Linked DNA regions of Triticum aestivum: region 2 is linked to region 1. A link is a contact called in public Hi-C data. All regions are on one chromosome and are shown on one strand. The core of a region is the stretch at or near the end of the contact, and the rest is flanking DNA. Distances in the headings are between cores, read along the strand shown.

The links. Hi-C and Micro-C count contacts between places; a contact is called where the count stands out from the background.
Region 2: a Hi-C map of leaf shows a contact between it and region 1, with 4 times the contacts expected there. The contact joins the promoter of LOC123129543 here to the promoter of LOC123132533 in region 1. A contact is called at or near these places in 2 of 5 Hi-C or Micro-C datasets (leaf and an unstated tissue).

The regions. Positions count from the first base shown.
Region 1 is chr6A:144,146,175-144,149,545 of IWGSC CS RefSeq v2.1, reverse strand. LOC123132533 (translation initiation factor IF-2) reads right to left here and starts at 1,271. Exons shown (of 7, transcript XR_006464821.1): 1 at 859-1,271; 2 at 690-763; 3 at 1-279.
Region 2 is chr6A:144,578,321-144,581,924 of IWGSC CS RefSeq v2.1, reverse strand. It overlaps LOC123129543, which reads right to left and starts at 2,233. Exons shown (of 4, transcript XM_044549667.1): 1 at 1,817-2,233; 2 at 990-1,112; 3 at 1-435. The coding sequence starts at 2,233.

The sequences.
Region 1 (3,371 bases), core at 22-2,521:
AAGTAAGAACAGAGGCAACGGACGCCATGGTGTGAGCTGTGAGCACAAAAATTCCTCTCACTGAATTTTTACAGCTTGGTCGACCTTTCACTTGGGCCCTTTTTTCACCACATGCCAACATCATTGGCTGCGTGGCGGTGTCGGTGGCGGAGGCGCGGCCACAGAAGGCATTCCGCGCGGACGGCACTGCCACCGCGGATGACGAAGATGCTGTCAGTTGCTGTCGATCTACCACCAATACAAATCTTGTTTTCTAAAGAGAATCTCACCAAACAAAACCTGAAGAGTTTTATTGAAAGTCAGCCAGATGCCCTTCTCCAAAATAGTACTACTTTCTATTAAGAGAAGCATAAGTGACATATACAATGATTTGCGTTTGCAAACTACTCTCATGAGCTGCTTGCAGCGCTGTGTCATGTCCTAAACAATGCAATCCAGTATGTACAGAAGGCAAAAGTGTAATACAATGTTTCAGAGTTACTATAAGATGAGATCCTCGTTGGACGTTCAATCAAAGCAATTCAGAGGATCCCCACATCTAAAGATTTTAGTAAACGTTTTCACTGCCTTTGATTGATTACAACAGATTTATGCCTATTGCTCAAAGCTCATGCCTATAATCCTATGGAAACTATTAGAAAGCATGTGAACAGAACAAAAAAACATCTATTGATCTCCATCCATCATACCATGTATGTTGGTTCCCTTGCAGTTCAGGTAAGACAAGACAACCAAATTAAGCAATTGAACAGAGAAAGCCATCCTGCAGGAGCAGAGGAGCAGGATTGATCAAGCAGTTGGGAATCAGTTCAAAAACAAAGAGGAAAGGGGCGGAGGCTAGGGTGGAACTAAGCTCACGGGAAGGTAGTGAACGGAGGGAGCGCAGCGACCGCGGCCAGAGCCTCCGCGTCCGTGTCGCTGTAAGCCTCGGCCGGATCGGACGCTGCCCCGCCTCCCGCGCGTCCTCCTCCTCCCGGCCGTTTCCCGCGGCGGAGAGGAGCGTGATGAGCAGCTGGTCGCGGTCGGCGGCGTGCGCTCGAACCGGCCGGCGCGGGCCAGGAGCGCGGCGGCCTGGGCCTCGCCTTCGGCGAACCGCGCCTGGAGGACTCGGACGACGCGGGGAGGAGGGCGCGGCGGAGAGGAGACAGGCCAGGGTGCGGGGAGGACGGCGCGGCGGATGATGGCGTGCCGGCGGCGGGGGGGAGCGGCGGATCCATCGGTGGGGTGCGCGGCCGCACGAATTGGGAATGGGTATTTTTTTTCTATCGAACGCGTGCACGGGTGAGCAAGAAATACGAAACGTTTTTTCCATATTATTTAACGGACTGCGGGTTAATTCAAAAAAGCACAGAGACCTTTGTGTAAAAACGCCGTGACGGTGAACCCAGAGACTCAATCCGTGCTTCATTATTAAAAGGGAATCGTTTGCCAACGGCGCACCGGCCGAAGCTTCGGCCGGTCGCGTCCACGCGCAAACGCGCCCAGCGACCCACCTAACGACACGTAGGATGAGGGGCCCGCCCACGTGCGTCTTTTCCTTCCTGCCCTTTCTCCTCTTCCTCTCGGTCATCTCTCTTTTCTCTCTCCCCGTTGCCATGGTCAACCTGTCGCTCACGCCGGAGGCTTCCCAGGGACGCCGCCGTCATGGGAATCAGCCGATCTGGCCACCCTCGACCAGATCCGTGCGGATCCGCATGCATCGGAGCTCTGCCTACCTCGCCGGAGCCGGCCACGCCGGAGTTGCAGCCAGCCATGGCAGACTACAATCATCGGTGGAACCAGTTGTAGCAAATTCAATCATCGGTGGTAGCGAAAATCTACTACGGTTGCAGCAAAACGACGATGGCCATGGGCAGGCATGGGAGCTCGGTGGAGCAGCACAAGTAGCTGTGATAATGGTTGTAGCAAATTTCAACGCCGTTTGTAGCAAAACCAAACTATAGTTGCAGCAAAACGGTGTCATCGTCATCGCGGGTTCACAGCTAAGACAATAAGTTTGAAGCTTTTTTCATTGCCCGTTGTAGCTTTTGTAACCGCCGGTTGCAGCTTTTTCGTTTGTCGTCCATGGGTACGGCTCCACAGTTGAAGCTTTTTTCATCGTCGGATGAAGCTTTTTTCATCGCGAGATGAAGCTTTTTTTGTCACCGGTTGTAACTTTTCTTTGGTCGTTCATAGTTTCCGTCGTACGAGTTGAAACTTTTTTCATAGCTAGTTGAAGCTTTTTTCGTCAGCGATTGTAGCTTTTTCCGTCGTCGGTTGCAGCACTGGGCATATTCCCCCGGGGCTTGATTTTTTGTTGCAAGCGGGGGATGAGCACCAGCGAGCAGACCGGCGAGCACGCCGGTGAGCTCCGGTCGTCGCCACCGGAGCTACAACGGTTGCCACAGAAGCTACAACCGCAGGGGTGGGCTGTTGCATGGGCGAAGCCGGCGACGAGGACGACCGCCCAGGGCTGGGACCGGCGACCATGGCGGCCGGCGAAGACGGACGGCGAGGGCGGCGAGGGTGTCGATGAGCTCGAGAGACGAGGAGGGCAGGCGGGGGGCCGACGACGAGGGAGAACGCGCGCGCCGGCAAGATGGGGTTCCTTTTCTCGTACGTGCTCGCGAGAGGAAGACGCCGCCCAGGGATAAGGATCCAACGGCTCGGGACGGGCCGATCTGACGGCTAGGGTGCGACCGGCCGAAACGTTCAGCCGGCGCACCGGCGCAGATCGTTGCCCATTATTAAATAGGGAGAGATTTATCATGATATAAGGAAATTTAAATAACAACTTTATTTTTGCCTCTAGGGCATATTTTCTTCAGTCTCCCATTTTCACTATAGTCAATAATCTAGGTCACATCATCATGTGATTTAACATGAATAGTTCACATCTTTATGTGATTAGTTCACATCTTCATGTGACTAACACCCAAAGGGTTTACTAGAATCGATAATCTAGGGCCATGGAGGCATGGTGGATCCTGGCAAGGGCCGGCGGGAGGGCTCCGTTTTTAGTCGTTTTTTTCAATCTTGTTAGGGTTTGTGTCATATTCAGGAAGGCGAGACGGCGGCTGCTCCCTGAAGATGGAATAAAGGTCTCCCCGCCTAGCCCCCGTTCCGGCGGTGCGTCTAGTATCGTTGGTGGGCGTGTGGAGGTGTGTCTCCGACAGATCTATCTTTGGTGGATTTGCTCGGATCCGATCGTTGTTCGTCTACGTTCGTGTGTCTTCGGTTTGGATCCTTCTGATCTACGTTATTTTTCTTCGGCGACGGTTGCTGTTCTGGGGTGCTGGTCCTATGGGGCCTTAGCACGACGACTTCCCGACTGTCTACTACAACAAGTTGTGCCCGGCTCCGGCGATGGAGGGGCGATGACGGCGGCGCGC
Region 2 (3,604 bases), core at 984-3,483, 430 kb before region 1:
ATTTAATATATGTTGAATACATGCACAGAACTTGCTCGTGAGCGTTGAAATAACGTTGTAACGACAGGTGAGTCCATTAGAACCACGCCCCGGCCATGACGGTTTTTTGTGAGCGTCGTAGTGATCTGAAATCCTACCCCAATATGTACTTAAATTCTGATTGGTCCCGGTCACCGCATCCAGACTAGTGTTTGCCCATGCTTGAATCAACACCAAGTCCTCAGCAGTTGACCAATTTTTCCCTTTTGTGGAGGCTCCTTTTGCTGATTTTGGTTTCGCAGATTTCCGCCCCTTTTGTGGAGGCATCGTCACTTGTTCCGCAAGTGGGCTACAATCTGCTGTTCCATAACAATTTGTGTCACTCGATCCTACATTCATCATGTCCAGAAATGAGGAGTTGTTGATCTGTGAGTCCAACTCATATGAGTTTTCCATCTGCACACAAAGAGTAGCAGCAGCAATATTCAGATATTCAGAGAACAATACCAATATTCAGATACAGGGAGCAGCAGCAATATTCAGATACAGGAAGCGGTAGCAATATTCAGAGAGATGGCGCTCGCGCACACGCTACTGCTCGCAACCGCTGCTCGCAGCCGGCGCCCTAGCCACTCGCGCTCGTGCCCCAGCCGCTCGCGCCTCACAGCCGGCGCCCCAGCCGCTCGCGCTCGTGCCTAACAGCCGCTACTCGCAGCCGGCGCCCCAGCCGCTCGCGCACACGCTCGCACCCGCAGCTCGCGCATCCCCCTCACACCCGCCGCTCGCAGCCGGCGCACCCGCCGCTCGCGCACATGCTCGCCGCCGGCGCCGCGCTCGCAACCGGAGCCCCATCCCCCTGCCCCTTCTCTCGCATCTCCTTGCCCAATCCGCAAGGGCGACAGTGGCCGGCGGCGGCGGCCGGATTTGGCCTCAGATCCATCGGCCCCATCTCCCTGCCCTGTCTCTTCAATCACTCTCCCTCTCTCTGAATCGGAAAAACCAGAGCGTACCTTAGCGACGGCGAGCTCCTCGGGGCAGTGGCATGGCCGTCTTCTCGTCTCCAACTTCTCCAGATCGGCGCGGGAGCGAGCTCGCGAAGGGGCAACTCTGTTTGGACATCCTCGCTCCGTCGTCTAAATATGGACAATGCGTAGCGATTCGGATGGATGTCTAAAATTTAGACTAGCACATACACAAGCTGATGGACACATTTTTTGGCCTCTGATAGTCTATATTTGACATAGACTATAGGATACACAAGCCATTAAAAATGCTCTAACATTTTTTGGTCCATTGACACTGCAATTCCTGGGATCATCGGACGAGCAAGTTGGCCTCCTGATGGACCAACTCACAGTCCAATTCGCTAAAGCACTTAAGCTGGACGCCTTTGATTCCACGCGGATCTGATAACTTCAGACTATTCTCATGCCGCTCGCTAGATAATAATAAACAAATCAAAATTACATTCATAGGAGGGGCACTGAGAGCATCTACGGTCAGACTTGCAAATCCAACTCCTTAGAACGTCTGCACGAACATGTCCGAACGCGTTCGTGAACAGTGATCAGTCACATCTCAAATATTTGATTCTACAATCCAATATTTTAAATTAAAACCTTAAATCCATATCATTACATGCAACGTGAACCGATCTTTAAGGAGAACTCGTTCAACTTCGTCGTGTCCATATCCGGCGACCGGCAGCGCTCGCTAGAGAGCTGGTCCGGTCACCGGCAAGGTAGAGTACGGCATGGGACACGAGCCGGCTCACATGACTCAAGGCGCCGACGTCTCCCATACCCTATTCTTCCTCGTCGGAGCCCGGAATTCAGACGGTGCCGATGTACATCCGGTCGATGATGGATCCGTCCTGAGATAAGCCAGCAACATCCACCACGACGCGGTTGTGACGCCGGGATTGGTGCACCATACGGGGCGTCGGAGAATGCGACTCCACCGCGCCGACGTCCACTGCCGCGAGGGCTACCGTCGCTGCCTCCCTCGCCTTGCCTCGCACGGCACGCACGCCGCACCATGTTTGAGTCGATGGACACCAAGCGCCGGATCTATGCGTCATTTGGGCGGACGCAATGGATACTCGACGGAAGAAGTCCAAGCGCTGCCTCGCACGGGCGTCTTCCCGGGAGCGGCGGAGCGCAAGCCGGACGACCATCTTCTTCTCGGGGCCGCGTGGAATGAGTTTGGGGTCAACGGATCTGGAGTTAAAGGATTCAAATCCGCTGCCCGCCATGCCGGAGATCGCCAGACAAGAGCTTGGGTGGCAGGAAGGAGTGGAGTGCAATGGAGTGAAGTGGCTAGGATTTGGCCCGGCGAGCGGATGGAGAGAAGTATATGTGAGATCGGGTGGGCCAGCGTGGGCCGCGTTCGACGTGGCGGAAGCGCCCCGGTGCCCCATATTCCCCATATTTGGGACGGACATGAGGGATGCTGGTCAGCCTGGACATTTAAGATATGTTTAAGGCGCCCGTCTGGGTTAAATTTCGTCACCTGTCGGTGACCGGATCGTCCGCCCAGACCAGGTCTGGGTGCCCGACTGTAGATGCTCTGACGACGTACTCCCTTCATTCCATAATGTAGCGTGTCCACGTTTTTTGAGATTTAACTTTGAACATAAATTAGACCAATAATGCATAAATCATTTTATTGGAAAATTATACCTTTGAAAACTTCTTTTGAATACGAATTCAAAGGCATCTGCCATGCTCTGCGGCAGTTGCCCATATTGGTTAAATTTACGATCAAAATTAAATTTTAAAAAACATAGGCGCACTATATTATGAAAATGAAGGGAGTATCAAAGATGTGAAAACTATCAAATTGCCAACCATCCTTAAGAAAAAGGAAGCAAATTGCCAACCTAGAAGAGCCAGAAGAAACCGGATGGAGACGACACGTGCAGATTCGTTCCTCCATCCCTCCAATTCACCTAAAATCCAATGCATCGGGTCACCCCAACACCAACGATGCTATACACACGACACATGTGCACGATTTGTGGACGATGTAGTTAATCAAGCCGTTGGTTTGTGGGAATAAACTGTAGGACATCGTCTGATTTTGAATCGTGCATGAATCGGCCACACAGGCGTCGTGCGCAAAGCAGTTTCGCCCCAACACAGACCATATTTCGGCAAGGAAATGCATGGAGCATGAGCATGCGGGCGAAAGCTGAGAAAACCATGAGCCCCACTTGTGCAACTGGCCGGATCCGTTTGTTTGTGGATCAGAAGTTGACAAGCAGCGGCCAGTCTCTCCGAACTTTCGATGCGTGACTCCTCACCGTGACCCGGATCAGCTAACACACTACAGTGGTCAGTTACAACGCCATTATTATCACAGGGCCAGTCGGGGGCCGAGGAGGCGATTCGACCCGATCCATGGCCGAAAGGGTGTCGCTCCCGCCCACGAGATGGATCGACCGCGATCCGCCGGGATCTCCACCAGCGCCGGGCGAGCCCTGCGGAACCACGACACGATACGCCGTGATCTGCACAGAATCAAGATCCCACTAGGCATTCGGCGTGACCCAAGTGTTCCGGTGAATATGCAAAGGCGTGCGTGAGGGTGAGCCGCGAGGCGACACATGCGGATCCCTCTGCTT